3 separate regions of the Mus musculus genome follow, and all the other regions are linked to region 3. A link is a contact called in public HiChIP or PLAC-seq and promoter capture Hi-C data. All regions are on one chromosome and are shown on one strand. Each heading gives the region's core, a stretch centred on a gene start, on an enhancer-like site or on the middle of the called end of the contact. The rest is flanking DNA. Distances are from core to core; before and after follow the strand shown. Region 1 overlaps Miga1 (mitoguardin 1). Region 2 holds the start of Miga1 (mitoguardin 1). Region 3 holds the start of 3110067G11Rik (RIKEN cDNA 3110067G11 gene).

Region 1 (3,524 bases), core at 894-3,393, 170 kb before region 3:
TGCACATGCATACTCACATTCACACGAGCATGCACACACATGGAGGAATGTCTTCTTTCAGAAAATGCAAACATTATTATGAGAAAAATAAAATTAATTTACAGAAAAAGATGCTACTGTTCAGAAAAATTTGATTGAATAATATTATTGTAAAGCAAGTTATATTCATATTACATCCATCTACCCATACCCCCGCCAGACTGTAAAATCATCTTAGAATAGTCCTTTTAAAGAGCTGGAATAGAAATACAATAATAAACAGAAACGTGAGGCAGCAGTTGCCTACTTCACCATGACACCGCAATCCCTCATGAAACTAATATAATCTGAATCTCACACCTGCTGAGCAGGGCATGGCAGGCTGATGACGCTGGCTCCTGCTAGCCAAGCTGCCCTGAGCCGCAGCACCAGCCCTCCGTTCCCTTTCTGAGACCAGGGAACACAAAGATGACCAGTCTGTTCCTGAACTTACTACGGAAGCCCAGGCAGGCCTTGGCATTGTGGTCTCTTCCTGCTGTGGCCGCCCAGGCTGGCATTCCAGGCTAATTAGCCGTTCCAGGCTAATCCTACATCTTATATATAAACTAAGTTGTCTAAGGAAAGGCCTCGGAGGTAGGAAGGTGGGTAGAGGCGGGATATTAACCTATGCTTGTTCTGCTCCAAAGCTCATGTTCATAACTACTAAACTACACTAGCTGTGTCTACGTACAACTGTAGCCACACTCAAAAGGTTTGGCCAACTGCACATTGGGAAATAAGTTTTTGCAATATTTTTTTAATTAAGTTTTAAAAATACATAAGAAGGATGGGGAAATGTTTCAGCAGTTAAATGTTCTCGCTCTCATCCAGATGACCCAATCTGTTTCCCAACTCTACAGTCAAGCGGCCCACAGCTGCCTAAACTTCAGCTCTAGACCTGATGCCGCTCCTGCCCTACAAACACACGCACCCACATACACACGCACCCACATACACACGCACCTACATACACACACCTACATACACACACCGACATACACATGCACCCACATACACACGCACCCACATACACACGCACCCACATGCACACACCCACATACACACGCACCCACATACACAAGCACCCACATACACACGCACCCACATACACACACACACACATACACACGCACCCACATACACATGCACCCACATACACACACACCCACATACACATGCACCCACATACACACGCACCCACATACACACACCCACATACACAAGCACACACATACACACGCACCCACATACACACGCACCCACATACACACGCACCCACATACACACGCACCCACATACACAAGCACACACATACACACGCACCCACATACACACGCACCCACATACACACGCACCCACATACACAAGCACACACATACACACGCACCCACATATACAAGCACACACATACACACGCACCCACATACACATGCACCCACATGCACACGCACGCACACACATACATACACACGCACCCACACACACCCACATACACATGCACCCACATACACATGCACCCACATGCACACGCACCCACATACACACATACAACTTGTACACACATATGTGTGAGTACAAATATTTTTTTAAATACCTAATGCCTTTAATCCCAGCCCTCGGTAGGCAGAGGCCAGCAGATCTATGAGTTCAAGGCCAGTTTGGGCTACAGAGTGAGCTCTAGAATAGCCAGAGCTACACAGAAAAACCCTGTCTTGAACAAACAAACAAAACATTATAACAGCTGGCCAGACACTGTGGCACACACTTGTAATTGAAGCATTTGGAAGACTGAGCCAGCCTGAGCTAAAGAAAGTTCAAAGCCAGCACTAGATACACAGGGAGACATAGCTCAAAAATGTTCTTTTCACAATTACAAAATCATGATTGCTACCAATCTGAAAAACAGAAAATATAAATAAATACTGTCCCAAATATCTAGACACAAGGAAGTGGAAGACCTTCCACAATAACGGAAAGTTTCACTACTATTCAGTGTTTTGTGAACACCCTTTCAAGGCCTCTCTCAAATGTGCCATAAGTGTGCTTCGGGTTAAGCCCAGTCCAGCCAGCAGCACAGAGCGGCACTGACGAGCCACTGCTCTCTGGACTGGGGAGGAGGCGTGCTGCCCTCTAGTGACTCAACAGCACAGACTGGGGAGGAGGCGTGCTGCCCTCTAGTGACAACAGCACAGTCAACAAGAAGCCCCTCAGAGGTAGGAAATGTCCATGCTGTTAGGAAAGAACTGACCCAAGCCTTCATCTCATTGAGGAAACATAACGTCCATCCATGAAATGTGGTTACACATCTGCTGTAACTAAGCCAAGGGTCAGATGTCGGTACAGAAGAGTTTAGAAACATGGAGGGCTCAGCGGCTAAGAGAGCCTGCTGCTCTTCTAGAGGATCCAGGTTCAATCCCCAGCACCTGCACCACACACATATGAAGGAAGAAAATCTTCCCATTATTAAAAAAAAACAGGTGTGGGGGTGTGGCTCAGTGGTTAAGAGCACTGACTGCTCTTCCAGAGGTCCTGAGTTCAATTCCCAGCAACCACATGGTGGCTCACAACCATCTGTAATGGGATCTGATGCCCTCTGCTGGTGTGTCTGAAGACAGCTACAGTGTACTCACAAGCACTAAATAAATAAATCTTAAAAAAAAATAAATTAAGAAATTAAGAAAGGAAGGAAGGAAGGAAGGAAGGAAAGGAAGGAAGGAAGGAAGGAAGGAAGGAAGGAAGAAAGAAAGAAAGAAAGAAAGAAAGAAAGAAAGAAAGAAAGAAAGAAAGAAAGAAAGAAAGAGGGAAAGGGAAAGGGAAAGGGAAAGGGAAAGGGAAAGGGAAAGGGAAAGGGAAAGGGAAAGGGAAAGGGAAAGGGAAAGAAAACGGGGAGGGCCTCAGGAGTCCAGTGCTTGTTGTACAGGCTTGGGTTTGGATCCCAGCCCCCACATAAAAGCCAGGTGTGGTGACGTGTGCGTATAACCCTTGCACGAGGGGAAAGGAGACAGGTAGATCTCGAGAGCTCACTGGCTAAGCAGCATGTACAAGCCCCATTAGATCCCAGCTTTGAAACAGAAAAAAACAAAACAACAAAACAACAACAAATCCAGAAAGGAAGATCCTCACAAGGAATTATCACACCCAGAATTAATTCTTATTTTTATAGTATGTGGCTTCCAGGCTTCCTTACACTGCTGCAGTGATGATTTCCTGCAGACACACTGCCCACAAAGAGTTCATCGTTAACCTTTCTATTCAAAGATAATGCTCAGTTTTAGACGTGGTTAGGAAACACAGTATACTGATAAGAAGATGGACTCTTGTACTCGGGAGGCAGAGGCAGAGGCAGAGGCAGAGGCAGAGGCAGAGGCAGAGGCAGAGGCAGAGGCAGAGGCAGAGGCAGAGGCAGAGGCAGAGGCAGAGGCAGATGGATCTCTGTGAGTTCGAGGCTAATCTGGTCTACAGAGCAAGTTCCAGGACAACCAGGGCTACACAGAGAAACCTTGTCT
Region 2 (3,788 bases), core at 985-3,484, 150 kb before region 3:
AACGTTTGCAGCTAATTATGCATGCAGGACACCGTAACGGAGCTGGAGCTGTGATTACCAAGTCAGCAAAGGAGAACTTGAGGTGTGTTTATACTCAGTCCTGACCAAAATTAGCCAGCTAGCTGACGAAAGGAGGGGAGAGTTCACCTTCAGATTCACTCATACATTTCCTTAGAAAGCTATAGGTTCTGCCAGCAAGCAGAATGAATGAGAACATCCTATAAGTACACGTGTCTATGAGGATTCCACGAGGAAAACCATTACTTTGTTAACTTAAAAAGAATTACGGGGGCTGGAGAGATGGCTCAGTGGGTAAGAGCACCCGACTGCTCTTCCAAAGGTCTGAAGTTCAAATCCCAGCAACCACATGGTGGCTCACAACCATCTGTAATGAGATCTGACGCCCTCTTCTGGTGTGTCTGAAGACAGCTACAGTGTACTTACATATAATAAATAAATCTAAAAAAAAAAAGAAATTAAAAAAAAAAAAAAGAATTACGGGTGGGGAGGGAGACATGAGGAGACCAACTGTCCTAATCCATTGGGTCTCGACCTTTCTAATGTGCTGCGACCCTTCAATACAGTCCCTCATATTTGGTTGTGGTGACCCCAACCAAAGTTATTTTCTTTGCTACTTCATAACTGTTAGGAATCACCATGTAGGTATCAGTGTGTTCCGATGGTCTTAGGCAACCCCTGTGACCTACCAGGGGGTCACCAGCCACGGGTATGGAACCACGGCTTTAGAGTCTGGGTACTTACAGAATTATGAGTTCTCTGTTGTTAGTGCACCCAGCTGCTCACAGAAGATGCATTTATAAAGTACAAATCCACTCACAACTGTGTGCATTCATAACTGAGAAATACCCTAGGGTAGAGAGAAGGGTCGGCAGTGCAGAGCACTGGCTGTTCAAGAGCCAGGGCTGATTCTCAGCACCAGCATGGTGGCTCACAGCCATTTATAACTCCAGTTCCAAGGAATTCCACACCCTCCTCTGGACTCCACGGACTGTCGTACCTGGTGCATGGGCATGCAAGCAAAACACTCATATATTTAAAGGAATAAAATAAAAAATACCAGTGACGAAGTGCTTATTTGAGCTTGGCACAGCACTTTGCTCAAAGAATCCGGACAAACCTTTACTTTTGAATTCTAGATACCTCGTTTCTTCTTACTGAAAATCACCAAGGAAACTGAATCTAAACATGATCGTCACTAGCTGACAAACTTCCACAGTAGGCGTTCCGGTTTCTTACAGAAGTATAATGAAAATAAACATGGAAGCAGTTTTATGACTATTCAAATTTGTAAAAGAAACCATAAAACATCACTGCAAATGACCTCACTCTTTGCATGCACCAAGCACTGGTTTATTAAAAGTGTCAATCACCGGAGTTTTCATTTTTAACATCCTGAAATTCTATTCTACAACTCTGACTCTAAGAGCAAGAAGTGAACTGCTACTGAGCCTATATGACACGAAGTGCGAATATACACAACTTAAAACTCTGAGGCTGTACACACACACACACACACACACACACACACTCGAGGGGTTCCATGCTGGCCAGGCAGGCCTGGAATCACTAGGTAACCGAGAACGACCCTGAATCTCTGATCCTTCTGCCTCCACCTGCCCCGTGCTAAGACCACGCATGCAACAACTCCTCTTGTTATCTGAGGAGATATTTCAATGGAATAAGTAGTCGTTACTGACAATAACCTGGTAACAATAATCGCCTGTGAGCTCTGTGTAAAACCAAGATGGCTAGTGGTCACGCCTATAATCCCATCACTAGGGAGGCTGAGGCAGGAGGATTACCACCAGCGGGAGCCCCCGCGTGGTCTCTGAAGTGAGTTCCAGACACGCAGTCTGTTGGGTTGCAGGGTGAGACGCTGGCCGAATAAAAACAATCATTCTAAAAACAAGATGTCTGGGCGGCTCCCAAAAGAGCAGGTGCTCAAGAATTCTGGTGAGCGGGCCACGGCTTCTCCGCAGCCGCCCCGTGACGGGCGTCATCAGCACCCAGGCAGCTGCTAAGGTCCCCGCCGCCCGCGCTGTCCCCGTCCCCGCTCACCGCCGTTCTCTCCGCTCTGCGGGCCCCGCGCTCCGAGCGGTGTGGTCCCCGGCCCGTCGCCCGCTCTGCCCCGCGCCCGCCAGCACCTGAGCCTCCTCGGTCTCCCAGCCGCAGCCCGCACCTAGCAGCCTCTGGCTGCGGGAGGCGGAGTTCTTCCGGGGTCACGACGCAAAGGTAAGGAAAGTGGAGGGGCCGCGGGCGGACTGCGTGAGGGGCTACGTGCGAGGCCGCTCCCGCCATGTTTGTTCAGGGCAGTGGGCTCTGGCTTAGCCTGCTGCTCAGTGGAGAATGGCAGCCCTTTATATAAATAAACCTTGTCAGAGGAGTTGGTAACTTCTTAGGACTATAGGACCGTTCAGAGAATCTGACTAAAACGATGGAGGTTTTTCCTATAAAAAATGGCCAGAGCTAAGGCGTGGTGGCACACGCCTTTAATCCCAGCACTCGGGAGGCAGAGGCAGGCGGATTTCTGAGTTCAAGGCCAGTCCGGTCTACAAAGTGAGTTCCAGGACAGCCAGGGCTACAGAGAAGCCCCGTCTCGAAAAACCAAAACAAACAAACAAACAAACAAACATTATTTATTAAAGTAAACATTACAAACACACACCGCACACAGGTGCACAGACGCACATGCACACCATTTTGAGGCCCAGAAACCCATCGTGGATCCCAAATTAAGAATTTCTGGGCTGGAAATGTAGGTCCTTGGTAGAGTTTATGCTGAGCATATGAGGCTGTTTAATTAATTCCTCCACCAAGCAACCAAGCAAGTTCTATCACAGCCCCTCAGCCCTCAAGTAAGTGAGGGTAACAGGCAGGATGAATGGACCATATATAAATGATGCATTATTATTATTTTAATTCTTTTATTTTTAATCTTCCACTAAATTTAGCAACCTAAGACTAGCAATGAAGTTAAGAATGAAGTATTCTAGATTGAGGGTTAAAAATCAACCATCAGAGCTGTGTGGTGGTGCATACCTTAAGCCCTCAGAAGGCAGAGATGGGCGGATCTCTGTGAGTCTGAGGCTAACTCTGATAGCCGAGGCTACACACAAAAATCCTATCTCCAAAAGCAAACAAAACAAAAAAAAAAAAAAAAGAAAAAATCAAACATTAAGGATCTGGCTCAGTTAAAAGCGCTCATCTCTCTTGTACAAGATTCCCACTATCCACAGCAGGCAGCTCACAACAGTCCAGAACTCTGGTTCCATGAGGATGGAATGTTCTCTGATGGCTTTGAAGGCTACCTGCACACTTACAAACATGTAAAATACATCGTCTCTCATCAAAGCAGCCATCACGCCTGTTTAAACACCTGCATCAGTTGCTGGCCCCAGCTGACAGTGTCCTGGAGTCGCCTCCCCAGCAAAGGCCAACCAAAGAGGACCTTGGTTCCTGAATGAGGTGGGGAGGTGACTTAGGACTCGGTGGGATATGCTTAGAGTTCTGACACAATCTCAAGAATTTCTGAAAAGGAGATTTTGCTCTGGTGTTGTGTGTATGTGTGTGTTTTGTTACTGTTTTCTAGAAATATATGTATATGTACATATATATATATGTATATATATATATTATATAAATACTTGTATGCATGCCTCTTATAAGCTTTACATATTTCTATATACTTATATATATTTCAAATATTTTCTTCTTCTTCTCCTTCTTCTTTTTTTTTTTTTTGAGACAGCATCTCTCTGCATAGCTCT
Region 3 (3,756 bases), core at 771-3,270:
GTTGGTAAGCATTCCTTGAGAGAGTGAGAAAACAGAGCCTACTGGGCCATGAGACCTAACTTCATCACAGCCGTAACGTCTCCCGGCAACCACATTCCTCCTCTGATGATATGAGGTGTTCCTGGTTGGATTTGAATATTTCTCTCAAAGTTCTCAGTGATCATGAGATGGGAGGAAGAGACAGGTGAATCTCTGGAGGCTTACGGTCCAGTTATCTTAGCCTACTTGGGAAAGTTCCAGGCAATGAGAGACTCTGTCTCAAGCAAAAGGAGGACCAACATCCAAGACTTTGACCTACACACACACACACACACACACACACACACACACCATCACACACCATCACACACACATACACACACACACACGCCATCACACACACACAGCACATGCACAATGCCTACATGTGTACACACATGAGCACACACACAGACACAGTCAGCTCTAATAGTGTATGCTTTTACAGTAATTAGACACATCTTTAAACTGTAGCATGATTTCCCACATCTTTAAAGGTAAATAGCCTCTGTAACCATACCTTTGGCAGTACTAAGTACCTTTTGCAAACCAACCTATCCTATTTCTAGGTAATCGCTCTGGTTTTTTTTTTCTTTCTTTCTCAAAATCTATCCATTCCTACCCTTGAAATCCTTCTCTTTAAATGGAAGTGGTCTCAGCCCAGAGTTCATGTTTTTGTGACTGAATGACTCCTTTCAGAGAAAAGCTATTTTGCTTCTTAACTGTGAGTCTGAGCCACCCAGGGCCCACAAGTCACTTGTCACCTCCTACAGCCACCATGAGGCTTTGCTAAGCTGAGGGTCAATGTGTTCAATGCTCTGCAGCCTGGAGTGACTAAGAAATTATCTATTTACGCTAGTCAACATTTCTACAAGCTCTGAAAGCCTCTGACAGGCATTTGGGTGAAACATGCCAGTGACAGGGTCAGCTGTGGGTCATGTAAGACTTTAGATTGGGCTGAGACCCAGAGAGTAACAGGCCTGCTTCCTTATTATCAGGGCCTAGAATCTAGGAGGTACCGGGCAACTGCTGGGCCAATGACTGGGTGATGAGCGTTCCGTGAGGCAGTCCTGTACACAGCACAAGGACTCGTTGCTTTGGACCTGCTAAGTGGTTGGGAGAGCATTGACTGATCTCTTTTCTGAGGTCACAAAGTTCCTACATCCTGGCTCTAATTAAGTTGTTGACGTGATCACACAAGCTAAGTAAATCAGACAGCTCTGACCTCTATAACGCGCTAAGGGTCCCTTTACCTCCATGGCCTGGTTCCTTAACTGGATTCCACAAAGGGGTCCCTACTTTGGGTGTGTTACACCATAGTCACCTAGCCTTCCTTTCACTGTGCTCCCGTCCATGGAAGGATTCTAATCCTGACATGTTAAAAGTTAGGTCTGGAATATTCTCTAAAGGCTCATTCATGAGGTGAAGGCTTGAGCCGTCAGCCTGGCACTGTGGAAGGTAGTAGGGAGTTTAAGAGGTGGGACTTAGCAGTAGACTTGAGGTCTTTGGGATGTGTGCCCTGAAGGTGACTGCAATGCTGGCTCACTCATTTTCTATTTCATGACATGGTCATGAGGTGAGAAGTCCTGTCTGGTCATGTGATCTCACCATGGCATTCCAGGCAGGCACTCCACTAATGATTCGCAGCCATAAACTACTTCTAGAGCTCTGTTCAGTCAGTATTTGGCTGCCTGGGTTTTCTCTTTACTGTGGAACTGGCACAATCTTGGTTGGCAGGGGCTCCATCAGCACGGTTACTGCAGTGAACGAAGAGACTTAGGATGGGGGAAAAATCCCAGACCAGAAAAAAATATCTATGAATGTCTACAGCTGACACTGGAAGACTTGAAAGTTTAGAAGATTCCCCAAGAAAAGGGGGCAGTAATTTGCAATGCATCTTGAAATGTATAGAAAAAAATGGGGGTCTGATAGACAGAGCTGTGAGAAAACAAGACCTGGCAAAATGCTAACCACAGAACTTAGTTGACAGATACACAATGCTCACCATAAAAATGCTCCCAGCTTTGTTGGAAGTTTGAAAATTCTCATTATTAAAAAAGAAAAAAAAAAGGAAGGAAGGAAGGAAGGAAGGGAGGAAGGGAGAGAGAGGGAGAGAGAGATAGAGAGAGAGAGAAAAAAGAAAGAGAGAGAAAGAGAAAGAAAGGAAGGAAGGAAGGAAGGAAGGAAGGAAGGAAGGAAGGGAGGAAGGAAGGAAGGAAGGAAGGAAGGTAGGTCGGTCTTTAAAAGATCCCCCAGGTGACTGTGGGCTGTGCCTGCCTGAGAGCTTGCTTTTCTGGAGGACCGGAGCAAGAAAAGGTTTGCCCTGGAGCTGGCGGCAGCCCAGAGAGGCTTGCTCATCTCTCTCTTCTTAATTACAGTGTAATAATGCTGAGATAAAGGCCATGGTGAACAAGTAACTGCTGTGATAGCTAATAAAGTCCTCATCCCCTTACCGAAGGCTCGGCCGTTCCTCTCACAGCAGATGGGAGGAACTGCTAGTGTTCTCTGTCAAGCTGGTGGGAAGAAAGTAAGACTGGGGGTTCAGAGATGAAATATGCCTGAGAGTCCCTGCATGCCATCCTGAAGAAAGTCCCCATTTTCCCAGGTTTATTGGCTTGCTGTGTTATCTAATACATGTCTGCTTTGTTTGAAATAGGGCCTGCAATGTTTGTAGCAGCCTTAGAAACAGAAGCTCTCTACAATAGAGAACACTATGCCAAGAGGCACAGGTGCCCTGGTACTGCTCCGACCCCCACCTGTAAGGCCCTCTGGCCCTCCCTGCTGGAGTGAGGCAGACTTGGAATTCAGACAAACATCACATATTCTATCAGCCAGTGGTCACAGGGAGCCAGGTGAAAACTGTAGCCCCACAGGTTTGCCATCAGAAACATCCAAGAAAGTATGCTTGTATGACAGCAAACATGAGTCACTATTTAAAACTCTGTTTAATGAAGAGCTTCATTATTTTATGTGCTAAATTGGGGCACAGGATCTGGCCCAAATGTCAGCTAGCAGAGACTTTTAAAACACTGTTTACTCTCTGTCCTGAGAAATCTGAGATTGTGCAATTCAGCCCAAACCAACCACAGCCATAGACATAGTCGTGATATATCTCATTAAAACAGAACACTCAAGGGGGACGTACACGCTATTGAACACATACAACAAACAGACAGAACCCCAGAAATGGAGGCACTCGTTGTGATAAGTCTGGTAGTCTCTTCATGCTGCAGGGTTCACCACGATGTTGACCACAGTCAGCTGTTAGTATGGGTTCAGGTCAAACTGGACCGGCGTCCCAGTCAGTGTTCTATGGCTTCCAGAAGGATCTCTGCCCATGGGGAAGGAGGTGGAGACTGGGAGGTCAGTCCTGGGCATAGATTTGTATTTTTGTCTTTCTCATGGTAATATGGCATTCCAAACGACCACCAAGTCAACAGTACTGCTTCTTGGAGGAAATCATTTAAAAACTTGAAGAAGACAAGAAAGGAAGGAAGGAAGGAAGGAAGGAAGGAAGGAAGGAAGGAAGGAAGGAAGGAAAGAAAGAAAGAAAGAAAGGAAGAAAGAAAGGAAGGAGGAAAGAAAGGAAGAAAGGAAGAGAGAGAGAGAAAGAGAGACAGAGAGAGAAAGAGAGAAAGAGAGAAAGAAAGAAAGAAAGAAAGAAAGGAAGGAAGAAAGAAAGGAAGGAGGAAAGAAAGGAAGAGAGAGAGAAAGAGAGAGAGAGACAGAGAGAGAGAA

Evidence for each region. HiChIP or PLAC-seq counts read pairs in DNA pulled down with a chosen protein or histone mark. Capture Hi-C pulls out chosen DNA fragments and counts their contacts.
Region 1: a FOXA1 HiChIP or PLAC-seq map of pancreatic cancer cells shows a contact between it and region 3. The contact joins the enhancer-like site here to the promoter of 3110067G11Rik in region 3.
Region 2: a promoter capture Hi-C map of liver shows a contact between it and region 3. The contact joins the promoter of Miga1 here to the promoter of 3110067G11Rik in region 3. A contact is called at or near these places in 5 of 39 promoter capture datasets (the C10 cell line, liver, macrophages and 1 more), 1 of 15 datasets of contacts at CTCF or cohesin (pro-B cells), 12 of 484 Hi-C or Micro-C datasets (CD4 T cells, CD8 T cells, the G1E-ER4 cell line and 8 more), 7 of 115 datasets of contacts at active chromatin or transcription factors (the 230-238 cell line, the SCID.adh cell line, effector CD8 T cells and 3 more) and 2 of 9 other capture datasets (adipose tissue and liver).

What each region holds. Positions count from the first base shown.
Region 1 is chr3:152,313,673-152,317,196 of GRCm38.p6, forward strand. The region is part of intron 7 of Miga1 (mitoguardin 1); the gene reads right to left. Among named protein-coding and RNA genes, the nearest start is that of Miga1, 25 kb to the right of the region's middle. Within about 2 kb of position 2,144, at least 38 of the 459 cell types and tissues checked have an H3K27ac peak or open chromatin away from gene starts, as enhancers often do. A contact at or near this core is called in pancreatic cancer cells, where this site is marked.
Region 2 is chr3:152,338,173-152,341,960 of GRCm38.p6, forward strand. Miga1 (mitoguardin 1) reads right to left here and starts at 2,235. Exons shown (of 16, transcript NM_174868.4): 1 at 2,080-2,235.
Region 3 is chr3:152,487,547-152,491,302 of GRCm38.p6, forward strand. 3110067G11Rik (RIKEN cDNA 3110067G11 gene) reads right to left here and starts at 2,021. Exons shown (of 1, transcript NR_165813.1): 1 at 1-2,021. The region is part of intron 10 of Ak5 (adenylate kinase 5); the gene reads right to left.